2 separate regions of the Mus musculus genome follow, and region 1 is linked to region 2. The links are chromatin contacts, called in public HiChIP or PLAC-seq maps. All regions are on one chromosome and are shown on one strand. Each heading gives the region's core, a stretch centred on a gene start, on an enhancer-like site or on the middle of the called end of the contact. The rest is flanking DNA. Distances are from core to core; before and after follow the strand shown. Region 1 holds the start of Ppp5c (protein phosphatase 5, catalytic subunit). Region 2 holds the start of Ccdc8 (coiled-coil domain containing 8).

Evidence for each region. HiChIP or PLAC-seq counts read pairs in DNA pulled down with a chosen protein or histone mark.
Region 1: a contact with region 2 is called in an H3K27ac HiChIP or PLAC-seq map of embryonic stem cells, with 9 read pairs. The contact joins the promoter of Ppp5c here to the promoter of Ccdc8 in region 2. A contact is called at or near these places in 2 of 39 promoter capture datasets (embryonic stem cells and macrophages), 2 of 15 datasets of contacts at CTCF or cohesin (CD8 T cells and the G1E-ER4 cell line), 18 of 484 Hi-C or Micro-C datasets (CD4 T cells, the HL-1 cell line, LSK cells and 10 more), 10 of 115 datasets of contacts at active chromatin or transcription factors (CD8 T cells, the HPC-7 cell line, the SCID.adh cell line and 3 more) and 3 of 9 other capture datasets (adipose tissue, liver and pancreatic islet).

Annotation. Positions count from the first base shown.
Region 1 is chr7:17,026,546-17,029,245 of GRCm38.p6, reverse strand. Ppp5c (protein phosphatase 5, catalytic subunit) reads left to right here and starts at 1,332. Exons shown (of 13, transcript NM_011155.2): 1 at 1,332-1,553. The coding sequence starts at 1,433.
Region 2 is chr7:16,992,607-16,995,306 of GRCm38.p6, reverse strand. Ccdc8 (coiled-coil domain containing 8) reads right to left here and starts at 1,405. Exons shown (of 1, transcript NM_001101535.2): 1 at 1-1,405. The coding sequence starts at 719.

The DNA of each region.
Region 1 (2,700 bases), core at 83-2,582, 34 kb before region 2:
GACTACCCGTGGCTTCTCAGAAAGAGTTTGGGTTGTCTCACGAGGGAGCTGGGGAGCCATGGAAGGCTGCGGCGGGTGCCAGTTTTACAGTATTCCAGCAAGATGCCTCTGACTGCCATATGGAAGGTAAACTGGAGGAGGGAGGATGAACGCAAGCATCAGAGGAGGCTGAAGCTCTGATCCAGGCACAGGAAATGCAAGCAGCAACAGTGTCATTTAAAAGATCCCTTTGGGGCTGGGGTGTTGTGGCACACGCCTTTAATCCCAGCACTTGGGAGGCAGAGTTAGGCGAATTTCTGAGTTCAAGGCCAGCCTGGTCTACAGAGTGAGTTCCAGGACAGCCAGGGCTACACAGAGAAACCCTGTCTCGGAAGAAAAAAAAAAATCCCTTTGGTGTGGTTGTTTGTATTCGGAACAGCGTCTCAGGTATCCCAGGCTGGCCTTGAACCTGAAATTCTGATACTGTTGCCTCCACCTATCAAGCCTTCAAATTACTGAGGTGCACCTTTCAGCCTGATTTATATAGTGCTGGAATTGGAACTCAAGCCTGGAGCACTCTAGACAAGTACTCTACCAACTGAGCTACATCCATGACCCTTTAAAAGGTTTTTTCTAGGACTTGACATGATGATGCAAAGCTTTAATCCCAACACTTGGGAGGTACAGGCAGCTGGGTCTTTGAATTCAAGGCCAGCCTGGTTTATATAGCAAGTTCCAGGCTAGCCAGGGTTGCATAATTAAATCCTATCTCAAAATAAAAAAATAAAATAAATTAATAAGGATGCTGTTGGGCTCGGAACAAACATGGTACAATTGAGACTTGTCAAGACTTGAAGATCGGGATGCCTTGTTAATAATTCAAAAAGAGCCTTGATTTGCAACGTTCAAGTTTTATTTTGTTTGCTTGAGAAACTACCCATTTTCCAAAAGGGTTACTGAGGAGACAAGAGATAAACTTGTTCAAGGTCACACGAGTAATTGGCAGCACCCAGCTCCAGAGCAAACTCCGGGTTGGGCAGGGTGCTGGTTTGAAAGCAGCCCCACCCGCCGGAGGCAACGCAACCCAATCACCAACCCTAAAGGAAGCCGGGATCTCCAAGAAACTTTTGCAGCCTCGCAACTTTGGGAGTAGGCGCCCTCCCGGCCTGCCCCCATCCACAAGGCCCCTTCTCTCCTTTCTGATTGGCTACTTCTACAAGTACAAGTACGGTCTGGATACCCTCTGGTCACCTTGTCCTCCCGGCGCTCTGGGGGCGGGGGCGGGGGGGGGGGGAAGTTGGGGGGGACGCCGCGCAGGCGCGTCAGGAGTGCCTTTGGGGCCCGCGCTTTACGACACTTGTGCGGCAGCGGCGGCGGTCACTCGGCACTCCTTCGCGACGGTTCGGCCTGGTGCCGCGAGCGGCCGTTGCCAGGGTGGGGGTCGCTTTGCGGCATGGCGATGGCGGAGGGCGAGCGGACTGAGTGTGCTGAGACCCCCCGGGACGAACCCCCGGCCGATGGCACTCTGAAGCGGGCAGAGGAGCTCAAGACACAGGCCAACGACTACTTCAAAGGTGCGCCCGGCCCGGACGGGGTGAGGGAGGGTGGACAGCGGCCCAGGCTGTGGGGGTGCCAGGCCCGGCGGGGAACCATGGCAACGCGGAGCGGCAGCCTGGGCGCCGGGCAAGCACTACAGAGTAGCCAGGCGCGAGGAGGAGGCTCAGGCTGGACGACAGACTGGGGAGAGCTGCTGAGAAGTGGATACCAAGCAGAAGCCACTCACTGGGGAGACTGAGGCAGGCGCTGCTACACGATAGGGGAAAAGCAGGGGGCCGACATGTGAGTGCTACCAAATGTGAGACCTGGACAGAGGTGCTAAATGGTGGTCAGACCTGAAGAGGGCGCTACCAAATAGTGACATGTGTTTAGGGCAGTGATGGCGCTGCCGAGTGGGGAGGCCTGAGATGAGTATGACCGAGAAGAGAAGGCCCAATAGAGAAGGGAATTATGGGGATGGAGGTAGATAATTATATTGGAAGGCGATTTGGGGTGATCCAAGGAAACGAGTAGGGTGGAGAGGTGGAGCAGGAACGAATAGGGTGATCTTGGGCTAAGAGTGCCATGTGGGAGGACATGTCTCCGTTCATTCATTCTTTCAGTACACTTGTATTAAATAAGTGTCATGTGCTACACGGCCTGTGCTTGGCTCTGAGGCTGCAGCGATGAATGCAACACATGACTCGGATTTAAGCAGAACCAATCATTGCAAACTTGTGATGATCACTTTGGGTCAAGGTGACAACACAGGAAATACAGCTTAGAGTCTGCTTTCGATGGTGAGGTCGGGAGTGCCTGGAGAAAGAGGCTTTTTGAGGCGAATTGACAAGGAGTTTTACACGTGGGTCCTGACCACTGAGTTTGTGTGAAGACCCTGGGGTGGAGAGTGATTGAAAACAGACTGGCTTGGCTGGAGTTTGAGGAAACTGGGGGTACGAGGGGAAGACTGATACAAGAGAAGATTAAGATAAGGGGACAGAGCATGCAAAATCTGAATTCGTCACAAAGATGAGTTTTGGGTTTCCTTCGCTGTCCGAAAAGGGACATTGAGTGGGTAGATGGGACCAGTCTGGACTGGAGAAAATTTTGAGTGTAACCAGCCTATGGTTGGAGGTGCCCTGGGAATGGATGAAGTCACCAGAGAGTGGGATCTAGAGAGAACCT
Region 2 (2,700 bases), core at 156-2,655:
TGGCTGTGTCTCATTTCTCCAGCCCTCTCAGCTGCTGTGGAGGCCTGCTGGGTCTGGCCCACCTCGGAGCCTGATCTGGGTGCCCAGCCCTTCACCCTCTGTTTCAGCTTCCCCCAGGACACCTGGCTAACATACTCCCTCCATCTGTCGGCCTTGGATGGCTGGGGCCCCAGGTTGTTCTCAAACATGGGCACTGGAAGATTGACTCGGCGTCGTGGAGGAGGCGCGCTGGGCTTCTCCCCACGGCGGAGGAAGGCCTCCACCAGCTCCTGATCATCCTCACTCTCCACATCGCTGCCCAGGAATTTGCTGCCCAAGTAACTGACCGGCATTTTGCGCACCTTCCTGGTCCTCCCGGAGGAGCTCCTGTTGCCTTTGACTTTGGAGGTATCGAAGTCACTCAACTCACTGTCGCTGCCATTGCTGCTGTCATAGGTACCTACAACCAGCCGAAGTGGAGGAGTGACCATCTGCGGGACTCTCCTCACTCTCAGCTCCTTGGTTCTTTTGCGGGGTTGGGGTGGGTGTGGAGTGCTCTTTTCGATGATACGGGCCACATCTTCCAGGGTGCGGCCCTCCTCCTGCAAAAACTGGATTAGCCGCTCCCGAAACTCAGCTTCCTTCGTTGCAGGCTTGGAGATGACTCTCCACACGCCCCCAGCCAGGCGGACCTCCCGGGGGATGAGCAGATAGTCAACATCCTCCCCAATCTGCAGCATCCCCACCGTGGAGTCCTCTTCTTTGCGGAACACCTTTCCGATTTTCTTAAAGGTGCCCACAGGCCTTAAGGCCTCCACTAACACGTCCAGATCGACATCTTTGCAGACGTCGGGGACACTCCAGAGGATCAGGCAATCGGGAGACGGAAGGAAGCCCCAGGGGAACCATCCCCCTACGTGGCTTTTTTCGAGAGTCTTTAAGATCTCCAGCGTGGACGCTCGAGTGGGGGCAAAAAGCCCAGACACTTGGCTGCTAGTCTTGGGGAGGGGGCGGTGGACAGTCCTAGCAACTCTGCTCGCACAGAGTGTCTCCTCCCTACAATTTTCTCTTCAGGAAACAAGTCCAAGTTGGCTTCCCCAACCCCCTCGGAGTTGTAGCAAGCAGTTTTCCAGGATGCTTACATGAACTGAAGCACGCTCATTCCCGAGGCTCAAAGTTCAGTCCAAACTGGAATCGCCAGTGTCCCGGCTCCAAGTTGGGGTCCCACGAGCTCCGATCGCTTCTCCCTTGCCCCAGACACCAGGATATAGCTGAAAGTTCTTGGGAGGACTCTGCAGACAAAGACGGCTCAGCGTGGCCTTTCAATATGGCGAGGTGCTTAAAGGCCTCCGCCCAGCCCCGAGGAGGGTCTCCCGCCCCCAGGCAGTCTGCCACCCGCTCCAAACTGACCTTGCGCTCAGTCTGTGGTGGAGCTGAGAGCCGCAGGAAGTTTCTGGGCGCCCTCCCCTCCTGGGTGAGGCCCACCTTCTCCTTCTCATCTTACACTCTAAGCCTGGGAAGACTGGCAGCGGGGCTGTCCACTCCCCTTCAGGGCAGCCTCCCTCTCCTCCCCCACAGAGGTGTGGCTGCCCCCCAGAGCCTCAATGGGGCCAGGGCTTCCCTTAGCTGCAGCCAAAACCCACGTCATCATCCTTCCCAAAAGGCAACGGGTCCCCCAACCTGCCATCCTAGACGTGCAAGCCCAAAAGGTGCGAGTGCTGATGGCTCAAATCCTTTGAAGGCTATTGCAATTATGAACGTGCGTTTAAAATTAAGGGGATGGGACTAGAGGTGGCTCAATGGTTAGGAGCATGGGCTACCTTTATGTAAGACCTGGGTTTGACTCCCAGAACCAATACGATGGCTCAAAACCCTGTTTATTTCCAGTTCCAGGGGATCCAATACCCTCTTCTGATCTCTGTGAGCACTGCATATACGTGGTACACACACACACACACACACACACACACACACACACACACACACACACACAGAGAGAGAGAGAGAGAAGACATTCATGCACACAAAAAGGGGCACACAAGATAACCCAATGGGTAAAAACATTTCCCCAAAGCCTGAATTCAATCCCAGAACCCACATAAAACCAATTCTACAAAGTTATTGTTCAATCTCCACATGTGCACCCCTATACACAGATTGTACATATATTAATTCACACACGATAAACACGGGTTTTGTTTGTTTGTTTGTTTGTTTGTTTGTTTTTCGAGACAGGGTTTCTCTGTGTAGCCTTGGCTGTCCTAGAACTCACTTTGTAGACCAGGCTGGCCTCGAACTCAGAGATCCACCTGCCTCTGCCTCCCAAGTGCTGGGATTAAAGGCGTGCGCCACCATGCCCAGCCCGATAAACACGTTTTTAAAGTAAAATATTTTCTTGGAGTTGGAGAAATGGCTCCATGGTTAAAAGCACAGGCTGCTCTTTCAGAGGACCTGGGTTCAATTCCCAGCACCCACATAATGCTCATAAATGTCTGTAACCCCACCTCTAGGGGATTTAACACCCCCCCCCCACTGATATACATCAAAACACCAAAGCACATAAAATAAATATATTTTTTAAATAAAAAATTTTCTTAAAAATAAAAAAACCTTTAAGATCACAGAGATGTTGTACCCTCAGTTCTTAGTTTATGTATCCCACGTGGCCTCAAACTTTCAGGGATCCTCCTGCCTCAGCCTCTGTCTACTAGGCTTTACGTA